Linked DNA regions of Mus musculus: regions 1 and 3 are each linked to region 2. A link is a contact called in public HiCAR-type and HiChIP or PLAC-seq data. All regions are on one chromosome and are shown on one strand. The core of a region is the stretch at or near the end of the contact, and the rest is flanking DNA. Distances in the headings are between cores, read along the strand shown.

Region 1 (4,135 bases), core at 46-2,545, 560 kb before region 2:
GCACCGAGGTTATCAGATCAAGTTCCTGTGTTTCCTGGGTTTTGGTACCGGGAGACTGGGGACCGAAGTTATACCTGAGACAAGAGTGGAAGGGGAAGCCAGAATAAAGAAGAAGCAAGTCTCCGGAGAGATGAACGCTGTGGGGCCAGGTGTCCCACAATGGAGCAGAGAACAAAATCATCCAGGACCTTGGAGTACAGAAGATAAGCCTGGCTCTGTCCAGTCCAGATCTGCCTTAAGGACGCTGCCTCTGCTTACACATAGGCTAAAGGAGCAACAGCTGGGATCCACTAGCCACTGCGGTCGCCCCCGCCCCCGCTCCCGCAGCGTGCTCCTGACTATGCAACAAGTGTCACGTCTACATGTTGGCACATCATCTCCAGTAGCTTGAGCCCCTGGACTGGCCAGCGGCCCCTAAACTCTAAGACCCAGAGACCTTCAACATGGAGTCCTGACCCCACTCAGCTCAGGTCAGCCACCTCCACTGATTCACGAGGTGAGCTGGACATACCGCCATCCTCTCCCCCCACCCCCACTTGGGGTGCAGGGTGCAGGACATAAGGTGTAAGTTTGTGGTCCTAAGTACTTTAAACTACGAGGGGCATGGGGCTGGGGGCTAAGTGGTGATATGCAAGGTAATCATGAAACACCCCCCCCTCCCGCGCGCGCTGTCCTAGGAAGCAAAGCCTACATGGCATGTCGCCCCGTGGCCCCAGATGCCCTGTCAATAGGCCTCCCGGTGTGGCTGGCGCGTGGCTGCTCCTGCAAGGCTCGCACCATGTTTCCCTGGAGGCGGGAAGAGCGCGCGTGGGGCGGAAAGAGAGGACCGCGCAGGCTGCACCTCGGGAGAGCCCCAAGCGAGCAGGAGGGCACGCACTCACCTCCACAAACTGCAGTCAAGGAGAGCCAGAGCAGCAGCAGCGCCTGCACGCAGAGCCTCAGATTCATGCTGCAACTCGGTCCGCGGCAGCCCAGAGGAGCCGGCGAGTGGGCGGAGAGGCAGGGCACCCGGACGCAAAGAAAGGCGCGAGCCGGGGCTGGCGCGTGCGGGCACGGAGCTCGCGTGGCTCCCGGACCGCGGGAGGGTGAGCGCCCCAGCCGCACCGCTGGCTGCCTGCCCCACTCCTGCTCGCTGCCTCTGCTCTTGGTGCAGCCTTCTCTGCCGCCGCGGGGCAGCGCCGCGAAGCTGGCCTTGGTGGCTTCGGGTCGGCGGCAAAAACTCTCTAAGTGGCTGACGCTGCTCTGCCCGCGACTCCCAACTACCCGTTGGTCCAGGCTGTTAGAGAGAATGCTTCCCTGCTCACTTCGGGGTCTGCATTTTGTAGCTTGTGGTTTGGCCGCGAGCCCACTTGGTCATGTGGTCATTAGGAGGCGGGGGGGTTGGGGGGGGGGGGAAGAGAGGCAGGAAGAGGGAGAGGGAGTGAGCCTCCCGCACCGCCCCCCTCCCGGGAAGCATGCTGCAGCCCTATCCAGGGCGCGAGAGAGAACCCAGAGGTGGCCCCACAACAAAGGCCGAGCGGCTGCTCGGACAACCCACAACTGCTCCCCGGACAATGCCTGCCTGGCCGGGGTCCAGAGGGTTTGTAGAGACCTGAAGGATTTCAAACACGTAAACCATTTGAAACAGTGAGGGGCACTCTTAACCCTTTCTCACCTGGGTTTCCTTAACAGCTGTCAGGATACCTGGGCGTTTGCAGAAGGACCCTATTTGGGCTGCCCACAACACCCTCCCTCCATTTCCGAATCTAACTATGTTTTTTTTTCTTTCCTTGACACTGCATTCGCAAGTATGGGTTTGCTCAAGACCTCCCCTACTCCGCCTTTTTCCTCTGCATCTTCAACTGAATTAGAATTGGGGGTGATTGCCTAGGTTGTGCATAAAACTTAGGTAACCACCATTCATATCTCCTGCTGTCCCCTAGCGAGTACCTTCTACCTGGACTGGTGGGCTCGGTGACCAAGCTCTTTATGCATACAGCAAAACCTCAATATCCCACCCAATCTAAAGGCCACCGTTCTGTCCCTGCCCAACCTGAGATGCTACCCCCTGGTTCCTCTTTACTGTGGGGAGGCATTCTGCAGGTTCTACCATGTTCCCCTTCTTGCTGCTTGGAGCTGACCCCAACTTAGTTTTGTCTCGTTGTAGGGAGGATCCTCCCAGCTCCTTCCAAACTCAGCTGGATTTCTTTTACACTCAACTGGGATTCCCTATTATAAGAGGGCCTGGAGTCATTTGCCTTTCTACTCTAGATGCTTAGCTCCTTTTACAGCCTGGGATTCCCCCAAAGAAATGCACCAGATTGGGAACTCTTTAAGACAGGACCCTAACGGTCCCAATCTTCCAGGTCTCTCCAAAGTCCCCAATATCATTCTCTGCACATAGGTGGCACTCAACACATATTAAAAGACTAAATCAAAAGGTGTTCCCACCTTGCAGCAAGCCAGGCAGTTTGCTCCATGTGTACATCCAAATGTACACAAAAGGTACATTGGACAGGGTTTCTCTGTACCGCAGAAGATGTGAAATGGTATGCTATATTAGTATGAAATATCTTTGAAATGTTACAACGTTCCAATACATACATTTATCAGTCTCTCTGCCAAAACTGTCCACAAGAAAGTGACCTTTTATATATATATATATGCAGCTCCAGGCCCAGAACACAGCCTCAGAGCTAACGGGCTTCAGAATATATGATTCTGAATATAAGAGTAACTATTCAAATAAGTCAAGGGAGTCAGATGGGAATAAGGTGGGGTTCTTGATGGTCGTCTGCGGTCCAACTGGCCATATTGAATAGAAGAGGAACCAGGAAGAATCTCTCTTCACCTGAGGGACCCTGAATATGAACAGCCAGCATGGGTAGAATGTCACTCTTTTTTCCCCTCTCCTACAGGAAAGAACAGTTCAGTGAGAACGAGAAACATTGTCTTCTAGATGTAGCTGCTGTAGGCCATCACTGCCCTTACCTACACTTACTGGATCTTAGGCAAGGATAATCTCTGCTCTTCCCACTCCATGGTGCTATAGGGACAAATGAGATCATGTGTCTGAAGGCACTGTACAAAGTGAGAAGCCCTCACAGAGTCACTATTAGGAAACACATAGCTCCCGTTCCTGACGGAGCAAGCCTGTGCACATGTAAATAAGTGCCTCTCAAAACTTAATAGAAACTTTCATATTTTATTGCATGTTTACTGGGATGTGCATGACTTTCGCTGAGTGGCTAGAATACTGCTTTCTAATATGATAGATAATAACCACATTCTAAACAAAGTTAAAATTTCAGTCCCTTGGTCATACTGGCCATATTTCACTTGCTTGAGCCATATATGCATTGCTGGTGGCTACGGTACTAAGCAGCATAGAACATGGCCCATTGACAAGAGTTAGCATCCATGTGAGGCAGGGGACACAGCCTGGTGTATGTATTGTTGGGAACAGAGATGAGATGGCTGTCCTCCGTGAGAGCAGTGTGTCATTAGTCCCCCCACATCAGCAATGTACTATACAGTTCCATGGTCTCTTACATCATTACCATCGGCTCTTTAGCTGCTCAGTTAACTTACTTACCTCTGTGTACTGTGGATTTGTATGCGCAGTGTGTCTTTTTATTTTCCTAACCTGAGATTTTGGTTAACAATTTTAAATTCTGCTCCTCAATTCCTTACCTATGCAGTGTGGCTCCAGATGCCCCTTTGAGGCTTCCAGGCTTCTTCTGCACAGTACAGGTATATATCCCTCTAAACTCTTGTTGGAACTAAACCCCCAGGTGATAGTTTTCAAAGGAGCTTTTTGGAAGGTAACTAATTTATGAAGACTCTATCCTCATGAGTGAGTTGGAGCTCTTATAAAAGAGGTTGAAGAAACAGTCCAATGTTCTTTTCTTCTATTTCTGAGAAAAGGTTTCTCTGTGTAGCCCTGGCTGTCCTGGAACTAATTCTATAGATCAGGCTGGCCTCAAACTCAGAGATATGCCTGCCTCTGCCTCCCAAGTGCTGGAGTTGAGAGCCTGTACCACCACACCCAGCTCCCATGTTCTTTTCTTACCTTTCGGTCTTGTGATAGATTGTCAACTTGATGGAGTACCGAGTCACCTAAGAAGGAAACCTCTAGGTGTGTCTATAAGGCATT
Region 2 (3,997 bases), core at 1,033-3,532:
ACTGTTTATAGACATTTAAGATTTTATTTTTATGGTGCTTATGATCAAATTTAATATGTGCTAAGCTAGTGTCTTTCCATAAGCATCATATTCCAGCCCTATTTGGACCTTTAAAAACAAGTGTTACATTAATCAAAAATTGAGCCAGGCGTGGTGGCACACGCCTTTAATCCCAGCACTCAGAAGGCAGAGGCAGGCGGATTTCTTAGTTTGAAGCCAGCCTGGTCTACAAAGTGAGTTCCAGGACAGCCAGGGCTACACAGAGAAACGCTGTCTCAAAAACAAAAAAAACAAAAAACAAAACCAAAAACCAAAAAAAATTGAATAGAATTCAATTTTTCATTCTTCATTAAAAAGAATTTCAGTTTAAATTCTTAAATTTCAGTTTCATTCTTCATTAAAAAGAATTTCAGTTTAAATTGTATCTTGAGTCCTCATACACACACCATATAGTTTACAATGAGAGGGTGATGCACAAAAATCATAAATTACAGGCTAGGCTAAGCTATACAGGAAGGTTCAGGGTTGGCCTGAGCTACATAGTAAAACTTGGGCTTGGAAAATCAAGAGCTGGTATGTAGCTCAACAACAGAGCATTTACTTAGCACGCACAACAGCCTGGGATTTATACTTAGGATTGAGAGGAAAAAGCAGACATCTCAGCTCCTAAAATGCCTTAGTTAGGTAAGGCAGATGGCTCAGTGAGTAAAGACACTTGCCACCAAGCCTGATTATCTGAGTTCAATCCTTGGAGTTTACATAATGGAAGGAGAAAACCAACTATGTAAGTTGTCCTTTAACCATTACATGAATGCTTTGGCATACTTGTGCATGCAGGTGCGTGTGTGTGTACATACACACATGCATAGACAATAGAAAAAGAATTAAATGCATTTGTTTATATTTTCATTCCCCACTTTTCTCTTCCTCTCTCTCCTCCCACTTCATACTGTTCCTCTTTCTCTCTCTGAGTCAGGGTTTTGTTACCCTGGTTAGCTTGAAGGTTTAATTGTACACTGGTCTGGCTTTAAACGTGCTGTGATCCTCCTGCTTCTGCCTCCCAACTGCTGAGATCACAGGTATGCACCATCGTGCCTTGATGGTATAAAAAAGGAGTATCATGTCTAAATTGTTATCAAATAGCTGTTGCTGTAACCCTTTTATCTTTATGTCAATTATTAAAGTAAAAGCAATTTGTAGAGAATAAATTTTAAAAGCCTAGAGGTACATTTTTATTCAAGTTACTGGGTTTGTCAAGGCTTCCTAAAGTACTAGTTAATTTAATCTAAAAACCAATTATCGTTCAAAATGTGTGTGTGTGTGTGTGTGTGTGTGTGTGTGTGTGTGTGTGTGTGTGAAAGTCAGAAGACAACCTAAAGGGGTTGTTTCTCTCCTACCATATGGGTCCTTGCGATTGAGCTCAAGTTCTCAGGTTTGGTGGTAGCAATTACATCACCTTCCTGGCTCCAGAAAGACAAAGTCCTCCCTGAAAACAGAAAGAAAAAAATTATTCAGCTATAATTAATATATACAAATTGATCCCTAGTACTTCCAAAAATTCTGTATGGTTCTAAGTGTTCTCCTAGAAAAATAAAATAAGTGGAAGAATAGGAAGGCGTAGAATCCCTTCCCTTCATAAAAAGGTAATGTTAAGTGGCGAAACGCTGGGCTGAAAAGGCCAGCCTATATTGGGAATTTTAGGAAACTGGAGCAAAGGGATTAAATAGGAAAAGCTGAGGTTGGCAGTTCTTCATTATCAGTACTTTTTCCAATGCTCTTCTTCAGCTTTTAAACGTACTTGGATATAGTATTATTCAAATGCTAAAATGTACAAACAATATAACATCTTTAAAAACTGTAGCGACAAGAGGCTGGAGAGATGGCTCAGCACATGTGGCTCTTCCAGAACTCAAGATGCTCTTCCAGAGGTCCTGAGTTCAGTTCCCAGCAACCACATGGTGGCTCATAACCATCTGTAATGGGATCCGATGCCATCTTTTGGCCTGCAGGCATATATGCAGTTCGGATGCTGTATATATAATAAGTATTAAAAAATAGGAAAATGATTTTTTTTAAATGTAGAGATGGGAATTGAGTAACACTTCTTAAAAATTTTAGGCAAACCTCCTTGCTTTTCTTTCTCTGGAACTTCGACATGCCTATAAAATAAATGAGGCATTATTTAATGAATTGAACCTTAGGCAAAAGCTAGAAAGTACTGGCGTATGAACTGGTTTTAAGATGCATTTAACCCTCAAGAAACTGGAGTCCTCCCTCAGGGAGTGGAGAGGTCTGGTGAGGTGGGGGTGGGGGGATGGGGACATTCTCGTGGAGATGGGGGGGAGGAGGTATGGGATGTGGAACCGTAAGATGGTGGACCGGGAGGGGGATAAAATCTGGACTGTAAAAAAAAATTAAATAAATAAGAACTGGTTTTAAGGTGACAGGGATGAAGGCTCTTAGCTGGAATCCTGAGGCAGCAGGATCAGGAGTTCATGGATAGCCTTAGTTACATATCAAATACAAGGCTATATGAGACCCTCTCAAAAACAAACAAATAAACCCAAACAGCAGGAGGTCTGGAGACTGGCTCAGTAAGTAAGGGGGTCTGTTCCCCAAAATGATGATCAGAGATCTACCTGTGGGACCTAGACAGTAGAAAGTGAGAACTTACAACTACCATGTTGTCATCTGACCTTCAAATTGTGAGGACAAACGTGTGTGTGTGTGTGTGTGTGTGTGTGTGTGTGTGTGTGTGTGTGTGTGCGTGCGCACACACACACACACACACACACACACACACACACAGACTCACACACAGGTAATTTTAAAACCACCACAAGTGGCTCTATTTACTGACCACAAAACCTCTTGAAGCTAGTTCTTCATCTCAAAACAGTTCTTTAATACCTTACAACCCTGTAGAGGAGTGGCAGCAAACAAACACTCAATCAAATGTTATCACAATTGCATTTGTATGGCTATTAAAGCAAAGGCACAGATTAGCACCTTCGTAGATACAGTGTTTCTTTTATTTTTATTTATTTATTTATTTTACTTTAAGATGGCTTGAATCACACTGTATCTCTTTTAGGCACCTCACAAATACCTAGGAAACTTTTGTAGCTTAAAACTGGATTTATGTATCAAATACAGTTTTAGAGGAGCTAAAAGGCACTGAAACTGATAATCCAACCCCCAAACAACAAAATCAAAAATTCAAGCTCATAGACTTAGCTGATCCTCTCAAACAAAGAGAGGTCCTTGGATAAAGATCTTCCACATCTGGGAGAAACTGCTTCACTTCACATTGAGACTTCTTCCTAAAAGAATTCAAACTTGAGGAGCATTGAAAGGGACTCCATGTCTGCAGCAGGCTTTCCTCCTCCGAATGAAATGCTTCCCCCGTTGCTTAAAAACGAAAAACCCTGCACAGCTTACTGATGGAAAATCGTGCATCTAAGTCCACGTCTCTCCAGTCTGGGTTTTTTATTTTCTAGAATCTAGACAATAACCCGCGGAGAGAAAGATTTCTGTGACAGAGAAGGGCAGTTCCTTTGGGAAGAATGCCGTGCCCTACTAGCATGGCAAACCCGCTAGCAGTTCTGGGTAAGGGGTAAGGTATAACTTAAGGGCCGCAGGAGCCCGAGGGTGGAAAGTTCGTTCGGCATGCACCATCAGCCTTTCCCAAGACTGAAGAGATCCGCAGCCGGGGGGGGGGGGGGGGGGGGTCCCGTCGCTATCCAATGTACAAAAGAGCCCCAGGGGCTGACTCCAGAAAGCAAAGCCAGAGAGGTCCTGGGGCCCGGACAGCCTCCCAGGCCTTCGGAGGCCAGGCTAGCGCCCAACCCGGGCCCACGCGGCCACCCATGCCCGGTCCAGGCCTGGGAGGCAGCCGCCGGCGATCGCCACAAGCACCCCATGCTCCGCGTTGCCCAGGCGACCTTTCCCTTCCCGGGGCCTGAAACAAGATGGTGGGCCGTGCACCATCGGGCTT
Region 3 (4,378 bases), core at 1,691-4,190, 700 kb after region 2:
CACCTTAAAAATGTGAAAATGTGCTAGTGATGCACCCTTCCTGAAAATGTCACGTTATTTTCTATTTCCTACTGGATTCCTTATATCTAATTACATGAGGTTATAACTTGGTGATGCTGAACATAGTCACACTCTTACTGAATATTTGTCCTTAGATCAACTTAAGACTAATGTAGTTTCTATTTTTATTAGATCAAGTCCTATGCAACCTTAGGTTTGATGAGCTAATCCAGATGTTTTTTTTTTTCTGATACATTCAAGTATGCAACAAATGAACTTTTAAATGTGAGTGAGAGCACCACATAACTACCACTGGTCTATGCACCCCATTTGGACAGCCAATGGGCCTGTGTATTCATATTCAGTACCATTACAGCTGATTCTTCAAAAATCATGCTCAAAATGCTGTAGCGTGCTTTGCTTGGACCTTCCTTATCCTAGACATCTGTACCCAGCTGTGACGAACTGTTCACACTCTACTCTTATAGAGACACACATCGTTCAGAGTGATTCCTTTATCTCTAATGGCTCCTCTCTACCCTTCTTTGCCCTGCAAACTCCTTATTCCCTCAAGGCCTGTCATGTCACCTCCTCACAAAAGACGTTTCCATAACCTCCTCCTCTGATTAGCTACTCTTTCCTCACCATATCACAATGCTGTCTACCTGTTTCCATTCTCCTACAATCTTCTACTCCATGGTACCTCACAACTGTGGTCACCTAGCTCCCCGAAATCCAGTGAGGGTTCAGGCCTTGTATTCGATTGTATCTTCTTGTATTTCACGTGTACTCGGGTCCCAGAGGACATCTAGTAACCTGGGTCCCCTTGAAAAAGCTGAAATGAAATAAAACCCAAAGAACTGTCTACACCCAAATGATGTAAAGGTTGGACATAATTTTTTGTATAGAATCATCTAATTTAGAAAAAGAAACATTGACTATAATTTTGGCAGGCATAATCAACTATGGTTATAACAGTTAATCTAATGTGGTATTGGCAACGACTTTACAGCAGACACACTCTGACACAAAAATCCAAATGACTCATTTGGGTTTCTTCCAGGATGAACAATTGTACCTTAATCTTTCCTTGCCACAGTTGGAAAATCATGAACAAAAATACACATCAGAACTAGGAAACCATGGGCGAAGAGCATGGGCGTTCAAGTCAGAAGTTTGTACATCAAAACTCCACCTCGATTATCTCTAATCTATTTGTCTTTAGATATTTGCTTAAAATACCCAGTTTAGTTTCTTCTTCTAGAGAAATAGTGGAAATAATAGTACATATAAGACTCTCAGACAGTGTCACTAAGTGCTTATGATTCTTGGACATTATGTGGGCTCAATAAATAGGAGTCAATACTGTCTTCTAATCAGATGGTTACAATTCAGGTATTCTGCTACACAAGGACAGCAAACTCATTTCTTATTATGTTTATGGCACTTTGCTTTCTAATTGACAGATACAGGTTGTGGCGAAGATTAGCCACAAATAAAACATCTACAAGACAAAAGTTTCTCCTTATATTTAAACTCACACCTGGAACATACCACCACACTTCTTTGTGTTCTCCAAGAATTGATCTCAAATCAGGTTCCCCTAGGATGAAAAGGAAAATCACCCAGTCTTAATTTTTTTGTCTTTAATTTTATTCAATACAGAATAAATTCAAACTTTGCATATTCTTCTACCTGTCATGTCACTATGATCTCCCAATATTATCCTAGTATTATCTCCCAATATATCCCTGCTGATACCTCTTCTAGAACCATGTGTGCCTCTGTCATACACTCCTTCCTTTTCCATCCCCCACTTCTTATTCGCCAAGTCCTGCATCATCAAGAAGCATTTTCTTCCTCTTATGCTCCTTTTGAATCTCTTTTAAACCACTGGAGCCCAAATGAAAGGCAACCTCTTCCACAAAGCATACTAGGATTGTTCTAAGGAAAGAGTAAGTTTCAAGACGTCAGGAAGCTCTGAGTTAGGCTAGAACTTTTACAAAGCAGCCTCTCAATTCTATCTATTGGTGTTAATCAGATTTTGCTGGAAGCCCTTAATATGCTCCAGGTTTTTAAATGGTCCAATTTGCCCTCTACCCTCACTAGAACACTGTACTGAACCTTAATTGTGTATTTCTCAAAAGTAAGATTCTTTTTTTTTCTGCTTCCTATCCCTTCTGGAAATTGAAGGACACCTTTTCCACTCCAATGACTAGTTGAAAAAGGCCAGTAAAAAGAGATGAGCCAAGAGAAAGAGATTGAGAGAGAGAAAGAGAGAGAGAGAACACCTCATTATCAGGAAGCAGAAATGGAAATTGACAGAAAATCAAGCCCTGGGTTTAGCAAGGAATTTCCACTCGCCTAGAGGAAACGGGGGTGCAGGGTGGGGTCGAGTGGGGTTTGTGTGTGTACTTGCAGTGGTAGGTGCTCAGAGCTGAGCAACAAATTAAAGGCGGGAACAGAGCACCCAACTCCTGCCTGAAGGGGAATCCAGATGCCACTTTTTGGAGGCTCTCTCATCCTAAGAAGGAGCCTGCGCTGGGTGGTGGGGAGAGGGGCGGGTGGAGGTAGGAAATAAGAGAAGAGTTGGGAGGAGGGGGGACGTGCTTGTGCTTTGGATGCTAAGGCAACTGGTGCCTGCCCCCCAACTCCAGTCAAGGCACCCACCACCCATGAAGAAGCGGGCTGGGCGGAGTTAGGCGCCAAAGATTGCGGCCCCGGAAGCACCCTCCTCCCTAGACCCCCTCGGTCCCACAGTCCCCGGCCACTGCCACTCGGGCTTTCTGCCTCGCTGACCTCCAGCTCCCCGGCTACCGAAGCGCTACTCCTTAAACAGCCGCGGAAAATCGGACCCGCTCGGAAGTTCCTGGACCCGGAGTGCCCTCAGGGTGGGGTGTGCCCCACAACTGTCTTCCCAACCGTGCACCTTCTACTAGATGGCCTAGGCCAGGCAATGGGGCCCAATAGCTGGACTCTAACCTACCAGGTGACTATTGAAGCCTCTCCCATTGGCTAGGGCATCAGAGAACCGCGAGGCCCGAGCATGTGTCTTCATGGGAAATGTAGTTTGAGGTCACAGGAAACTGTTATTCCTCAGAAGTATCCAATATTTGCTTAGGTATCAAGGGATGCTAGAGGATTCTGGGAGATGAAGTCAAAATGCTTTCTTCTAGATACCCACAATTCCTCTCACACCAAGCTTCCTGAAAACCCTGAGTTGAAATACAGGACAGTGTTATGGGTATTGTAGTTTAGTGTGCAAGGACCCTCAAGCTTAGGTATAGAGAGCTTGTAGAGACAGATAAATGTTCGAGATTCTTTTGAATACTAGAAAAGTATTTATGTTTTGAGAAAGAATGTTTGCATTGCATTATAATTTGACATTTTCATTTGAAGTCTGAGTATGGTTGATTTTTTTGTTTAAGGAAGAATGCTGCTATCTAGCCTAGAACTGGCTTTGAATTAAGAATCCTACTGCCTAAGCCTCTTCAAATGCATAATTAAACACATGTGCTATGAACATATACATTTCCGTTTTGTTAAGATTAAATTTTTAATTAAAAATATACCTTGTAAAAGTTTGCCTTTTGTTAGAGTCATTAGAAAACTAGGTACTTCTAATTGGGAATTATATTTTCCTTTAGGACTTGTCATAATTAAATATGTAAATGTGATGTGGAGATACCAAAAGAAATCTACTAAATAGATAGGCAGTTAAGCTGTATTCTTGTATTGAAGATTGATGGCTTTGCCATATACTAGTATAATGCTATAGCTCATAACAGATGCACAATACAACTAGAAAAATATCTTACATATCTTCAAGAAAACATCTTTTAAGTAAAACTATGTAACAAGAGACCAGTAAATAAATGGGTGGATAAACACCAGTAGACCCAACTTCATAAAAGACACATTAGATCTAAAAACACATACTAATGCAAACACATTTAAAGTAGGTGACCTTAAAACCCCACTCCCACCAAAAAGCAGGACGAAAACTAAACAGAGAATTTCTAGAGTTTACACAACATCAAAAATCAAATAGACTGAACAGACATCTACAGAAATTACACTCAGACACTAAAGAGTACATATTCTTCTCATCAGCCCATGGAAACTTCTACAAAATTAACATGTTAGGACACAAATCAAGACTGAACAAACAAAGAAAAGAAAATTTGAAATAATATCCTACATTTTATTGAATCACAGTAGAATAAGGGTAGATATTAACAGCAATAGAAACTATAAGAAATACACAAACTCAAAAAAGCAAAACACACTACTGGATGATAATTTGGTCAAAAAACTCAAGGAGACAAATTTTTAATTCTTAGAATTGATGGAAAAGGAAAACAACACATCAAAACAA

What was found. HiCAR-type assays count read pairs that join an accessible place to other places. HiChIP or PLAC-seq counts read pairs in DNA pulled down with a chosen protein or histone mark.
Region 1: an H3K4me3 HiChIP or PLAC-seq map of embryonic limb bud shows a contact between it and region 2, with 5 times the contacts expected there. The contact joins the promoter of Apln here to the promoter of Zfp280c in region 2. A contact is called at or near these places in 1 of 39 promoter capture datasets (pre-B cells), 3 of 115 datasets of contacts at active chromatin or transcription factors (embryonic limb bud, pancreatic cancer cells and pro-B cells) and 2 of 9 other capture datasets (adipose tissue and liver).
Region 3: a HiCAR-type map of embryonic stem cells shows a contact between it and region 2, with 3 times the contacts expected there. The contact joins the promoter of Enox2 here to the promoter of Zfp280c in region 2. A contact is called at or near these places in 1 of 39 promoter capture datasets (embryonic stem cells) and 2 of 115 datasets of contacts at active chromatin or transcription factors (astrocytes and embryonic stem cells).

The regions. Positions count from the first base shown.
Region 1 is chrX:48,033,558-48,037,692 of GRCm38.p6, forward strand. It overlaps Apln (apelin), which reads right to left and starts at 1,296. Exons shown (of 3, transcript NM_013912.4): 1 at 882-1,296. The coding sequence starts at 948.
Region 2 is chrX:48,590,276-48,594,272 of GRCm38.p6, forward strand. Zfp280c (zinc finger protein 280C) reads right to left here and starts at 2,283. Exons shown (of 19, transcript NM_153532.4): 1 at 1,398-2,283.
Region 3 is chrX:49,285,302-49,289,679 of GRCm38.p6, forward strand. It overlaps Enox2 (ecto-NOX disulfide-thiol exchanger 2), which reads right to left and starts at 2,941. Exons shown (of 16, transcript NM_001271447.1): 1 at 2,800-2,941; 2 at 1,544-1,603. Gm39513 (a long non-coding RNA gene) reads left to right here and starts at 1,615. Exons shown (of 2, transcript XR_882305.2): 1 at 1,615-2,989.